Regions from separate parts of the Hordeum vulgare genome. Here region 2 is linked to region 1. The links are chromatin contacts, called in public Hi-C maps. All regions are on one chromosome and are shown on one strand. Each heading gives the region's core, a stretch centred on a gene start, on an enhancer-like site or on the middle of the called end of the contact. The rest is flanking DNA. Distances are from core to core; before and after follow the strand shown. Region 1 holds the start of LOC123428592 (fasciclin-like arabinogalactan protein 7). Region 2 has its middle 120 kb from the start of LOC123430410.

Region 1 (7,360 bases), core at 712-3,211:
TGACGACAAAGCCTTGTTCAACGCCTCTACGTTAGTTACACTAGGGAATGGTGAACGGGCTTCGTTTTGGAATTGCCCCTGGACAGGCTCGGGAAACCTAAAGTCGGCTTTCCCAAATCTCTTCAGCCACACCCACAGAAAAAATAGGACTGTCAAGGAGGCACTACAGAATAACAATTGGATTGCAGATCTCGCACATGGTGACACCGCCAGCATATGGGAAGAAGCGATCAAGTTGAATAGATGGATTCAAAACAAGAATATCCAGCTGCAAGAGCAAATAAGCGACTCTATCCGCTGGATACACGAAGCTTCAGGTGTATACTCTGCCGGCTCGGCGTATAAAGCCCAATTCCAGGGGTTTTATAACTCAGACTTCCGTCGGCTTATATGGGCCACCTGGGCACCGGCAAAGCTCAAGTTTTTCGCATGGCTGCTCCTTAAGGATAGGTTATGGTGTAATGATCGTCTACAAAGAAGAGGCTGGGCAAACAACTATTTCTGCCAACTGTGCGTGAGAAACCTTGAGTCATCAGTGCACTTGTTCTGGCAATGCCCGATAGCATTAGCAGTGTGGTCGCAGGTGGCAGTGTATGTCGGCTGCAATTCCCTCCACCCAACCAATTGGTCATGCAGCAGCAAGTCAGCAGTTATCATATCCAAAATGATAAGCAATGCACCGGCAGAGCACAACAAGGCAGCAACAAGTCAGCAGTTATCATATCCAAAATGATAAGCAATGCACCGGCAGAGCACAACAAGGCGATCAAAACTATGGTCATCATAATTCTTGCTGCGATGTGGAAGGAGAGAAACGAATGCACTTTGAGAAACAAGAAGGGGCAAGCCCAAGACATCAAGGAGGAAATCAACAGAACCCTTAGACTGTGGCGCGACGCAGGCGCAATACATCTAGAGCACCCTTTTGGGGAACCACCATGAGAGCCGGCTAGCTACCTCATCCCTCTTTTTTTGTTGTTCTTCCTCTTACATCCTTGATCCATTGATCACCACCCACCCTTTGATGTATTTCTTCTCCATGTGCTTCCTGCTATTTTAATACAAGCCGGCCATCGCCGGATCTTTAGAAAAAGGTTTCACTAGGGAATTATATACGGATGGATATAGATATATATTAAAATGTGGATTCATTCATTTTGCTCGGTACGTAGTCTCCTAATAAAGTCCCTAAAAAGACTTATATTTAGGGATGGGGGTAGTAATTTTTATATATTTTAGGTCATTTCAGCTTGTGCAAATATGTATGTCAGTTTGCCGCCAAAATTTTGAAAAAAAATATGAGGATGCAAAAAAGATATTGAGAAGCGGCATTTTTAGAAGTTTTCATTATACCTTGAGTTTTACTGAGTATTTTAAGGGAGCTGCTAGGCTTCTACCGGTCGATCCGTAGCAAATATCCACCACCCGACTAGCAGTTCGATATATGCGCACGCAGCATCCGATCTACCAGCTGGGTCGCCATCCCTCACCAAATACAGTCTGAAACAACGGTCCAGTTTCAGAAACAAGATCCTTGTTGCAAAATTTCTTCTTTATTTTCCTGCAACAAGACCCTTGTTGCAAACCTCATTCGTGCAAGAAAATCCTGCTTGGAAAATTTATTACAACATCTCCAACTTCTTCTCTGTATTTTTACAACAAGACTCTTGTTGCAGAATTTACAACAACATCTACGGCCTCTTATCCGTAGTTCTGCATCAAGACTCGTGTTGCATTTTTTTTTGCAACAAAGACCATGTTGTAGAAAATGACATCGTGTAGCAGTCCCCATTGCAACATCATCTTTGTTGCAAAAACTGTTGTTGCACGCCTTGTTGAGGAAAGAAAAAAGGGAGGAGGGAGGAGAAAAAGAAGGGTGTGAATAAAGGAACAACACATCTATGAAAGTGTCTGTAGGTAAGAGACGAGGCTAGGTGGAGAAGATGTGGTTGGACTGTTCGTTGAAGACAAGAAAAAACAGAGAGCGATGGTGCAGGCCTACGTGGGCATGTCGCACGCAAAGAAGACGGTGAACGAGTGCTGAAAATTCGTCGGTAGTGAAATTATGTCTCATATTTCAATGGTTCTACGGGTGTCAGCATGTTTAATCTCGTATACTTTGTCTAGTTTATTTTTATCCATAAAATCGAGTCATCTGCCAAACTAAATTATGTACTACCTCCGTCCAAGTGTATAGGGCATGCGCGTAGTTCTAGATTGTTAATTTAACTATCTTCCCCTAATAATAAAACAGATATTGCTTCTGTCATACGTCATAATTTTTACCCCTAAAGTTGCACTAAATTACCCACCATACCATCCACAAGATAAGAAAACGATTCAGATTTTCTCTCCTGTCGAAATCGCCGTGAGGTTTCGTTCTTATAACTTTGGACAAGAAAATGTTACAAAGGCATGCGTAGCGCAGTGGCTGAAGCCGCATGCTGCTTGAGAGCAGACCCGGGTTCGATCCGTGGATCATGCAGCTTTTTTTCAGTCTCTCCTTTTTCTTTTTATTACAACTAGAATGCACATCCTCCTTTCCATTATGTTTAATGGCCGGTCCATGTTTTTATCTTTATTTTTATGTCTTTATTTCTCATTATTTTTTTTATTTTTCCTATCTTTAAATTATTTCGTAATTTCTCAAAAATCCAAATTTTAAAAGTTGTGAGTTCTAGAAAATTGTTCATGAAATCATACAATGTTTGTTATTCAGAAAATTCGGACATTTAAAAAAAATGAATTTAAAAAATGTTACGATTTCTAATAATGTTCGTTATTTCAAAAATGAATTGTGGATCAGACAAATTTTCATTATTCAAAAATTTGGAAGAATTTAGGAAAATGAAAAAGAAATAAGTAAAAAAGTAAATAGAAAAACTAAGAGAAAATGTGAAACCGAAAAGAAAACATAAAAACATAAGATAATAAAAAATAAAAACCAGGCAAAAAGAGATTCATTTTGCGAAATCGATGGACACTAAACTGTTGATATGAGGTTTATGCACCAGTGGTTTAATATTGATTTTCATATTGTTTGAAATTGTGCTAATAATGATTATTATTTTCATACTGTCATGTGGTCTATTTTAGTAGTTCTCCATAAGATTGATCTAAATATCTTTAGAATTTGAGCGGTTAAGTCTTTTAGGTTTAGGTTTTACTTAGTTCTTGAGAAGTGTTTATATGCCTAGGGGTTGGGAGTAGTTTGTGATCGACGAGATTAGTTGCTAGAGTTTTAAAAATCCCATTGTGTTACACAATAACAAGTGTGGCGTGCACTGGCTGGCTCATAGAAAACCCCCTCATGTTGTTGACATTAAACCCGCAATACATATCAAATGTTTTTAAAAACACTCATATCTTCTAAATTGTAACTTTAAATTTAACATTTTATATATGAAATTTAATTAGAAAACTATGTAGAATATGAATATGATGTTATTTTACCCGTTAACCATTAAAAAAAGTACTATCTTGGATGCAATCCTAATCAATAATGCATTATCTCTCTTTCTTTCATACCGGTATTGATCCGGATTGTGGATGAACATCTCAGCAAAATTAGGATTGAAGATAAAAATTGAGGATCACTTACCCGTTTCTTTGTACGTATTAAATCAACATGCAAGCCGTGTTTAAAAAATCCATGGATCTTGAACTGCATTTTTATAGTATAAGATGATCTTTGTTAGAGACGTAGCTACAAATAGTCAGATTATAAACCTTTTTCTTTTAAAAAATTAAGAACGTGTGTTATTATTTTCTTCTGTTGCAACGCACGGGCCCTTTTCCTAGTAGTTAAATATATATTATATGCTATACAAATTACATATTTAGAAACTACATTCTCGCATGAATCTAATGATATATTATTTATTATATATACTGCATATTTAAGTAGTTAAATTAACGATCTAGAACTATGCGCATGCTCTATACATCTGGACGGAGGGAGTAGCATCCATTACTCGAATTGTTGGAATGTTTCCTGGTTGAAACTTTGAAATTCCGGCGTGGAATCGCCTGGCGCGTCGGCAGAGCCCTTACCCGGTGGTTAGGTAATTGATATATGAATTCCAAGCAGCCGAGATAATGGAATTCAGGAAGATCCCTGGTTGAAACTTTGAAATTCCGCCGTTATCACACATTCACACTCCGAAAACGTCACAATATCATCGTGTAATGTAACTCCTAAGTCCTGACCTATCCTAAATCCTAATCTCGATCAGTAGAGCAATTCACTGCATCCACCCAATGGCTTGTACGTACTATCCTGCATGTATTGGCCAGTAGCACACTTCACAATGCCGCCACCAGCGACGCGGCGCACAGAGCCATGGCGGCCACGTAGCTGTCGAGCCGACCCGCTGCTCTGCACGCAGACCTCTCCCCTTCCGCCTTATCACCAGGCGTCGTCGTCGCGTTGCCACCCTTGGCGCCGGGCGCGCTCGCCGCGGGCTCTGCGTCAGGGAGGGCCGCCTCGACGGGGGGCTGCACGCGGAAGATCGCCTCCGGGAGCAGCACCCTGTCGATCTCGTACACCGCCATGGGCGCGACCCCGTACACGGTGCCGAGGATCTTGGCGGCGGCCCACCTCGACTGCACTCGGATGGCCCCCGGGTCGCACGTCACGTTCACCGTGTACATCCCGCCGGCGAACGTCGTCACCTGGCTGACCCGGCTCAGGCCGTCGAACTCCTTGAGCGCGTAGTGCTTGGCCAGCGCGTGGTACATCATCAGGTTCTTGAGCTGGTGCTTCTTCAGACCCGACAGCACCTGCAACGGTTGTCAACATCCCATCCTATCAGATCGAGACGATGGTACGTATGATGGTTCTTGACTTGTTGTGTGATGAAAAATCAAGTTACCGACGGGTGGACGGCGGCGAAGGCCCTGTCGGCGGGGGCGAAGAGGGTGATGCCGTGGTGGGTCCGGTAGGCCTGCTTCTCGAACACCTCGACGAGGTTGGTCTGCTGTAGGTACCTCAAGAAGGTCTGGAAGGGCCGGTCTGGCGTTAGGATCTCGGTAAGGTGGGCGCGGGCGCCCACCTCATCGGCGAGCGGGCGGTGTGCGCCGGCGAGCGGGACGGTTAGGGACAGCGCGGCGGCGAGGAGCGCAACCGCCAACTCCATCGTTCAACTGCCGCAGTGAAGACGTGGCCTGAGCTGAACTGCCCGTAGAGGGACTGATGTCCGTATTTTGTGCAGAGCTGAGAACTCTGGCCAGCTTCCTAGTTTCGAGGCGGTTAAGAGGATCGATGAAGGACGGTGTCAAACGAGTGATGCAAGAGAGGTTCTTCAGAACGTACCCGAAAACGGAATGGCGTTCATTCACGTGCACAAATAAAGTTGGCTCTCAATCTCTCATGTTTACGATAAGTAATTCTACAATATACATACAAGCAGTGCATACATTACGATGTGCACCGTTTACATTATGTTGTACACCATTTCGGCGGAATAAACGAATTTGGTAACACTTTCCGGAAGGGAATAAAAAAAAAATCATGGTTCGTGCCAATGCATGTACAGAATTATCAGACTACACCATCAAAAACCCGGAGACCACCAGAACCACGTAGCCAAGCACAAGGCTCCCTGCGCCGACGACCCGGCACGACGAACTCTTGGCGCCCGCATTGTCACTGGCAGCACGCTCGCTGGCGCCCGGCGCGTCGGCCATCGCCTTGCCCCCACGTCCCGGCGCCGGCGCCGGCGCAGGCACGGGCGCCATCTCCGGAGCGGCCGGGAAGATCTCCTTGGGCAGCAGCACCCTGTTGAGCGCGTACACCGCGACGGGCGACGTCGAGTACACGCTGCTGGCGAGCTTGGCGGTGGCCCAGCCCGACACGACGCCGATCGTGCCGGCGGCGTAGGTGACGTTAACCTTGTACGCGAACATGGACACCGGGCTCGCCGCCGCCAGCGCGGAGAAGGCCGAGAGCTGGTAGTACCTGGGCATGGCGTGGTGCAGCATGAGCGACCGGAGCTGGTCGGCGGTGAGGTTGGACAGCACGGTCTCGTTGAGGGCGGCGAACGCCGAGTCTTGAGGCGCGAACACGGTGATGCCCTGCTTGGTGTCGTTGGCCTGGCTCTGAAACGTCTTGATCACGTCGGTCTTGGTGAGGTACTCCAGGAACTTTCCGTAAGGCCCGGCTAGGGAGAGCAGCTCGGCGAGCTCGACGTGGCGCGGGGCCGGCGCCGGCGCCGGGGTCTCGACGATCGGCGCCCGTGCCCTCTGGGACAGCGCGCCGCGGGAGAGCGCCAGGCAAAGCAATGCGCTGACGAGAGCAGCCGCCTTGAGCTCCATTTCTGCAAAACTGGAGGTCGTGTGTGTTGCAGGACTTGCTAAAGAATTGCACCTGATCGATCGAGGCTGTGGTGAATCTCCACGAAGGCGAGACGTATTTATAGCACATGGGACTTCGATGGATGGTGTAAAAATATAGTCTGGAAGTGCGGGCCGGGGTTGGCGCTCCGCTGGGTGTTAGCTATGCTGTCGATGTTGAGTGGTCAACTGAAGATCTGAACACGGTGATATGGTTCGGGAATGCTTTTGATCTTCTGATCTGCAGGAACTTAGCAGATACTGTACGTTGGAACAAACAGGATCGGCTTTGGCTTCAGGAAAGTTAGACCTTCAGGAATGTTTTATCGGGCTGTGATTTTACAGTGATGTCAAAACCTTCAGGCATAGTCGAGCACGTGTGTTTAGCGCTTCAGTTGCCGTGCGATTTACACGCCTGACGTTCCACGCCACCGCTGCTCTAATTTATTTTATTTATTTTGATTGATTGAAAGAGAGGACAGACGCTCTAATAGCAGACTGTTTCAATAGTGCGCTTTTCTGAAATAAATTAGTACAATTTGGATTATCTAGAGATAGATCAAGACCGAGGAGTAATAAAATGGGGGCACCGACGGGATGCGCATTAGAACCCTCTAAAATATTGCAGAATAGGCGTGGAAACTGTTTTCTAGAGGACATGCCAACTGATATTTATTCGCTAAACAAACTAGTGCTGTGTCGGCCAGCCCAAAACAGAGGTATCATGAATGAATGATCAAATAATAATGTAGTCCAAATAAAAAAATTGAAGTAGTCCCTCCGTAGTACACTCTGAATCTCTGACGCACGTTACAGTTGTATTGCCCTGCAGGCTGCGGGTGCGCAAACCCCCTCTTCCCGGCGAAAGCTGGAGACGTGCGCGCCGCGAGAACTCTGTCTCGGCGCTACTGGGATGCCACCACCCCGTGTCTCACCAGCGCACGTACAGACGAGTAATAGGTGAGCCAGATAATGGCATATATGTCCATGTCACGACTGATACCCGAATCACAATTCACGCGTGCGA
Region 2 (7,610 bases), core at 3,710-6,209, 120 kb after region 1:
CCGCCCAGTTCCTCTCTGCAACAAACAACTCCCCACTAGACAATGTTACGAGGGTAGCAGAACTGGGAGAAACAGTCTGGTCCTTATCTTGCGAGCCTCTCTTGCTGCAATTTCTAGCATCCAACTCGTGAATGACACCATCCAAGTGAACAGTTCTAATACTCCTTTGTCATCATTGTCATTCACTGCCAAATCACCCCCTCTTGCTTCGCTCCCTTCTACTACGCTTTCCATGCATCTCGCCGACTCATCGCGGGGGCGAGGTCCCAAGTCCCCATGGTCTTCGGCCCCTTCAGACGCTCTGTTCTCATTGGCATGGCCTCGGCCTCTAGCTGGTGCGTAGCCGCGGTCTGAATTGCCTCCGCGTCCTCTCCCCCTTCCCCCACGAGATGGGAGTCTACCCCCTGTGTTTGATGAGTACTACATCACGTGACGCTAAGCGGTCATCTAGCCACCCCACTTTTTATCCTCCTCCTTCCAGACACCATTGCTGCATTCCTCAAAACCATGTCCCATCAACCCACACACCTTGCAGAATTAACGAATTTTTTCATACTTGAAAACAAGCATCTGGGTACCCTCGCCTACCACTATCAGCGGAATAAATCGGGTCAGGGGATTGGCAGTAATAACTTTTGCATGCACCCGAACAGAATCTCCCTCGTAGTAGAGCGTAGGATGCATCTGAACCTCACGAACCTTGCCAATCCTGTGTGCTAGCTGGTCTACGACTGTCTCCCGACGATAAAGGTCCGGGATCTTGTGAATCTGAGCCCACACATATAGGCCATCAAGAATCACTGCATCAGGATCTGTCTTGTTGTCGTAGTCCTCAATTATGACCCTGAGACCTCTGAAGAGCCACGGACCCCCAAGCACAACCTTCTTCCAATCTGCAAGGCAGGAAAACTGAAAGATGAACAGGTTCTCATCGGCCTCCCTGAACTTTGGCGTGCGAGCCAAGCTCCAGATGAACTTCATGTTATCCGAGAAAGCAGTAGGGCTAAATGGTCGATCTTTGTTAACCCTTTCGATCGCCATCCACCTAGCCTCAGCTGCGAAGATCTCAACGTCCTTTTCCCCAATGACGACCTCATAAAGTTCCTCCTCCATGAGTTCCATGCTCTTCATCATCTCCTCTAGATCGATGTCTTGCTCCTTGCCCGTATGCGAAGAAGAACCCCCCAGGGCGTCCATGTCAAAACAGCCCTTGGTAAAAGTGAAGAACCCCGCGTCACTTCCTGCGAGTTGATGACTCGGTAGTTTCCTGCTACGACAGCCCCTCCTCGGCAATCACGAGAATCGCCTCAGGGGATGCCACTAACCCTAACGAGAGGGTACCACCGAAGTTCTCCTCGAATAGTTGCTCCCATAAACTACGCCACGAGAAATTTCAAGCCATGGGCTAATCATGTAGCAAAATAAGCCATACCCGTCGATGAAACCAACCTAGCTAGTCACATATACATTGGGCCGTCACTGAGTAATAAAGCGGCAATGTGGTCCCAAGAAACGGGGCTCTCCGATCCTGCATTTCTGTACGGCGACGCTGAAGATCTCATCCCCTGGAATGAAACCATGAAAGGTGAGCACTCAAAGATCCAAAATAGTGTGAGCTCTGGGAAATATTTTTACTTTGCCAATCGCCCAAAGACACAATTTATGCCACCTACTACCATTTACCAAATACTATTTTTTTAATAACTAGCAAAAGGGCTCGTGTGTTGCAACAGGAGATAAAAAATCATAATTTTTAATGGCCACGGTCATATTTTGCTGCATCACCGATATACATTGTGACTCTCAATTTCCTGAAATCATGAACTTTTTTATAGCCGTGCACATATTTGAAAGCGTGAACAAAATACTATTATAATTTTTTGAACATTTTTTGTAGTCATGAACTTTTTATGCTATTTGTGAACATTTTTTGAAAAGTATGATCACTTTTTAAACAATTTTCCTGAATTGACAAACATACCTAGAATCGACGAACATTTTTTAGAAGTTTGGTGGAATAATTTTTGAATTTTGCAAACAACTTTTAATTTGATGAACGTTTTCTTGATTTAAAAAACTTTTTTGGAAATACATAATCATTTTTTGAATTAGCGAACATTTTATGAATAAGTAAACTATTTTGTAAGTCATGAGCAATTTTTAATTTTTAGTATATTTTTGCATTCATGAGCATGTTTTGAATTGGTCAAATTTTGTTCAATTTTATTAATATTATTTAATACATGATTTAAAAAAAAATTACAAACACTTTTTTATTGAATGAGCATTTATTTGCGAAATTTCGAACGTTTATTCATATGCAATAATTTTATTAAAAATCACGAAAGAAATTTGGTGGAATAATTTTTGAATTTCATGTAAATTATTTGATTTTTTTCGTCCACTAACATTTTTTGATTTATTAAACATTTATTTCAAAATTTTCATTTGTGTTTTATTTTTCAGAACGTTTTTAAAGTCCCTAATTATTTAAAGTGCAAAAATGAAAATGGAGAAGATAAAAGGTAAAATAAAGAAGGGAATTTGAAAAACAGGCTGCCCGGACATAGGCCAGCCCAAATGGGTGTGCATCATCTTCTCCGAGCGTAGAGCGCAATATAGGAGATCCCAACATGGGCCGGCCAGTCAGGGGATAATTTTTGTGAAACGTTTTTTACTGACTTATAGGTGCATAGGTGGGTAATATTTTATAAGTTTAGGCAATTTTGATGCCTTATCGCCAGAATCAGTAGATGCTTTATTATTTGATATAGACTAGCAAAAAAGCCCGTGTGTTACAACGAGAGAGAAAATAACACACACTATTAATCCAATAACCATGACTCAAGATCGCGTCCTTTAGTTTCACATAGCATCGTATTTGTGTTACCGACAGTGGCTTCAGTGCTCACACAACGAAAACGAGTTTGAATGTGGCCAGTCCTAATGTCTCTCCCTCTCTCGCGCGCCCACTCGCTCAAAATTAGATGAGAAATATGTTTAGTTTTCTCGCGAGATATTTTATATGTGTGCACGTGTGATTTTTGATGTTTTGTTTGTGTCAATCTGATATTAATGGGTGTTTATTTGCATTTCGGATCACCGCTTGTACAAAAGAAAAATGAATCATGCACTATAGATTAATTTGCACCAAAACTAACATTTTAGAAATATTCAACAACTAAAACTAACATCATATTTAGACTTTACACATTTTTTAATCAAATCTTATATATAACATGTTAAAATCAGAGTTATGGTTTAGAAGATATGGGTAATTCTATGTTACATAAACTGTGCAGGGATTAACCGAAACGTCAAGGGGTTTTCTGTTAAAACAAAAAAACAGTTCAGTTGACTTAAATATAGATGACGTGTTGAAAAATGGTTTGGATGTGACTTAAACATGTACTGCAAGTTAGTTTACAGAAAACTAAGGAGATTATTCACAAAATGACGTGATGCACGATGAGGAACTATCCATTCTTTATTATTATTAGGTATGTATAGATATAGATTTCTATATCTATCTATACATACTAATAAAGTGGCTATTGTTTTTTATCACCGAACAACCCCCCCTCCCCCCAGGGGCAGCAAGCTCTAGCCACGGGGGCAAACAAGTATTGTGTAAATATTACACAAGTATAGTTTATATATTTATATATACGTGCGATATCATAAAAGAAGAAAATAATCCCACCTCATGCTGTTTAAATATCTCCGTGAGTGACCATGGTAAGAAGCTGGCTAGAAGGTGCATGCCGTTCCATACATACCTTATGAAAGTAAATTGTGGGCTATGAAAGGATTGACGGATTCGAAATTATTATGGGATACAAGAAAATTGGATGATTAAGAGGAATGAGATGCAAAATTGGATTATTGAAGGGATTGCGGGGATGTTTGAGCCTCAATGTGTGAACTATATAAGGGCAAAATATGTGTGCCTTGCATCCTTGCCATTGGCACCCTGCCTGTCGACGATGGCATCATCCGGATGTTGTACTGCATGCTGAAGCAATTAGCGTTTTTTTAGTGTCGAAGCATGGGGTGTTGTGTTAGTTCGAACGTGTTCGGTCTAGAACTATATAAGGGCAAAACATGTGTAACCTCACATCCTTGTCATCGATGCCAAGACTTGTTTTGTCATATTGTTCGGTTGAGACTAAGTGATCCACCAGTCTAATAATACCATACAAAGAAAGTATAACATGGTTCCCACATTTGGTCATTTTGTAGGATAAGAGTTCTCTTTGTGGCGAAGCACATGGTGTTGCGTTTGCACATGCACATCAATCTATTTTTTCTGTTGCAATACATAGACATATCTCATGCTTCCTCCGTAAAGAAATACAAAAACATTTTAATTATTAAAATAGTGATCTAAATATTTTTATATCTAATAATAAAGAGGCTATTGCTTCCGTCGGAAAACCCACCGCTGCCGTTCTTTAAAAAAGCCCCTGTCTTTTAGGTAATTAAACCCGCAGTACCTTTTTATGTGTTACAAACAAGAAAACGTTTCATTTTTGCAGAGAGCCCCCTATGGCATTGGATAAGAGAAACGCATCTGGGCTGACAGGGCTAGGTCAGGGGATTTAGGAGTGGGTAAGGCTGGGCCTTGGCACGGCTAATGGGTTGTGCACTACTACTCTTTTTTTTTTCTTTAATTTCTTTTTCTAAATTCTTTAATTAAAAATGTATGGCATTATTTTTTTCCATTGCAACGCACTGGTTCTTTTGCTAGTTTAGTTTTTATAATTCTTTACAGAGGGAGTAGTAATACAAATCAAGACCCATTTATGTTCCCACGTACTCATTTACCAAACCCCAAAGCAACACGTCGTACCCACGACGCGACACCGGATGGGCCGGCGCGCTTTGTGCGCCGATGAGTGGTCCACCCGCACAAAGAGCCGCTACTGTACATCATTTCACTTTCTGTGCCGGTGGTGACCATGTTGTGCGGCAGGAGGAGCACTTCGTCGCAGTGCACCCGAAAGAAGGAACCGTATGATGCAGCGGCTAGCAACATCGATCGCATAGCTGGTACTACTAGTTGACACGAGGAAATGATAACAGGGGAGAGGGAAAACGGAGGTGCCTCTGCCTACGGCTAGGGGTTCCCGGACGATTGATGGGATCTTTCCATGTGCTGGGGAAGGGGAAGAAGCCTTTCCGTCGCGGATGATACCATCGCCTCCTTGCGATGATGGCCGGACCTTTTTTTCCTTCCGGCGCTTTCTTCGCGGCAAAATCTTCGAGAACATCGGCTGGCCTGGGCGGCGGCTCGCACATGCCGGCGAATCTTCCTCCACCCTTTTTGTTGCGAGCAGGATGATGTGCCAGCCTGCTTTTGCCTCGGACTTGTTAATTCAAAGCGAAGCTGAGAAGAAGCATGTTCCGAGTATCAGGTTCAGGTGCCGAATCCACGAACGTTCACCTGAATCAAGGTGCGCGTGTGCTGCCGGGTTTCTCATGGGTCGTAGGCTCGTAGTAGTTCGTTCGTGTGCTGTCCATGAACGGGTAATGGTCGTGGTCTCTGCTCCCAGATCGCGCCGGATAATCCTACAGTCCCAGCGCCAAAAGCTGCTGTTGTCCCATGTGCCCGTCGCTTCCACGGTCGGTGAAGATCACCCAAATGTCAGGGGACAGGTTCCAACATGTCATGTGCAGTCGACGCCGGCCCTACGCGCCCTTGTTTCAAATCATGTTGATCGATCATTCGCCGTCGGGCAGCCATTCTCGGCACAAACTGAGAGTATACTTGGGTATGTTTGGTTTATGGCTAATTTTATCATAACTAACCTTAAATAAAGTACAGCTGCACAAAAAGTATTATTAACAAAACCTAAAAAATAACGCTCACACGTGTGGACCTTTGCAAACCACCCAGGTTTACCGTTCGTTTACTGTTGCACCAATCTTGGCAACAGATATCTGAATTTACTTGTCATGTAGGACTGGGTTGATGTGGTCATTTAACCACTTCGCTCGCACGCTCGTTTCTCTCTTAGCATAATTTTTTTTATGTTCGTCTTAAAAATGATTTATCTCCTAATTAAAAAAACAGTTATAAATCCGTTTTCACCATTAAATCCGTCTCGACGAGATCTTCAAAGCTAGATCTCATGTTGATATGTTTCGATGAAAAAAAATTCGGATAAAAGTTGCCATGATGTTACATTATAGTTGAGATGATGTTACACTGTAGTTGTCATAGTGTTTACACTACAGTTGCCATGACATGTTATATCTACTTTTTTTTATAGATTTAAAGCTATCGTTATATTTCCAACTACTTTTTTTGATAATTTTTATTAATTGACCATGATAACTTTTAGTAATTAACCACGACAAATTTAATACATGGATCGTGGCAATGTTTAGTAATCCCTCATGGCAAATTTAGTTTATAGATCATGGTAATTTTAGAATTTTTACCATGATCGATGAAAAACAAATTGACCAAAAGTTGCCATAATGTTTGTACTATAATTGCTATAGTGTTTACATTAAAGTTGCCATAACATGTTTTACCTATTTTTCCAAGCTACCGCTATATTTTCAACTATTTTTACGACAATTTTTATTAATTGACCATGGTAATTCATCATGGAAATTTTAGTTTATGGTTCATGGCAAGTCTAGTTTCTTAATTCCCCATTTTATAATATGTCAAAATTTAGTTTTAAAGGTAAAAGAAAAAATAGCTGAAACATATCATGGCAATTTCAATGTAAACACCATGGCAGTTCATGTGCAACAGACATGGCAAGTTTTAACCCAAAAAAGTCATCGAAACATATTGATATCAGATCTAGTTTCGAAGATCTCATCGCGATGGATTTAATGGTGAAAACGGATTTTCAATCAGATTTTCCATTTAAGAGATAAAACATTTTAAAAACTGGAAATCCAAAAAGATTTCCACATGCATGCATGTAGTGACGTGAGACAGGAGGCCGGACGTGTGGGCATTATCTGTTTGGCCCACACATAGGCGTCTCAGCTGGTTTTCTTAGATACCATACGAGACGTGTGGCAAGACCCCTTAACGCCGAGATGTGTGGGCGTTATCGCGACCCGAACAAAATGGTCATCATAAGTATGGTAAGTTCTGGTACAAAGTTGAATCTATGGCATGTGAATCATGTAGAAAAATGTGACAATTCACAAGTGTGACAATGAACAAAACACATATCTAAGATGTTGTGACATGAGTAATGTTAGGCGTGACAACCTTAGGCTTCAAACCAAACATGCCCTTGATTTTTTGAGCCCCGAAACCATAGAACAATAATTCTATGGTATTTATTGTATAATAAAAGAAAGTATGTTACAAAGGAGAGGTGGGTATAAAAAGGCCTAAAGAAAGACCTATATTCTAGGCAAGACTTACCAATGCCTCCTCTAGATACATGAGTCATGTATTTATAAATTACCGTCTAACCACTCAATTTATCCTTAATCTTAAATCTTACCAGCTTCAAATCTTGCTGGAGATAAAACCTCCATGTTTAAATTGACTGCTACTTAGCCAATGCTCACCTAGTTGCATATATAGACAATATATTTGTTGCTAAACTTAATTTGTTGAAGAAAAG

What was found. A called contact is a pair of places that touch in the nucleus more often than the background predicts.
Region 2: a contact with region 1 is called in a Hi-C map of leaf, with 1.9 times the contacts expected there. The contact joins two enhancer-like sites. A contact is called at or near these places in 3 of 6 Hi-C or Micro-C datasets (leaf and seedling).

The regions. Positions count from the first base shown.
Region 1 is chr2H:521,806,935-521,814,294 of MorexV3_pseudomolecules_assembly, forward strand. It overlaps LOC123428592 (fasciclin-like arabinogalactan protein 7), which reads right to left and starts at 5,138. Exons shown (of 2, transcript XM_045112815.1): 1 at 4,875-5,138; 2 at 4,306-4,782. The coding sequence starts at 5,138. The coding sequence ends at 4,306. It overlaps LOC123430410 (fasciclin-like arabinogalactan protein 7), which reads right to left and starts at 6,382. Exons shown (of 1, transcript XM_045114278.1): 1 at 5,399-6,382. The coding sequence starts at 6,315. The coding sequence ends at 5,548. Within about 2 kb of position 1,962, at least 2 of the 3 cell types and tissues checked have open chromatin away from gene starts, as enhancers often do. A contact at or near this core is called in leaf, where this site is marked.
Region 2 is chr2H:521,926,137-521,933,746 of MorexV3_pseudomolecules_assembly, forward strand. No RefSeq gene overlaps it. Among protein-coding and RNA genes, the nearest start is that of LOC123430410, 120 kb to the left of the region's middle. Within about 2 kb of position 4,960, at least 3 of the 3 cell types and tissues checked have open chromatin away from gene starts, as enhancers often do. A contact at or near this core is called in leaf, where this site is marked.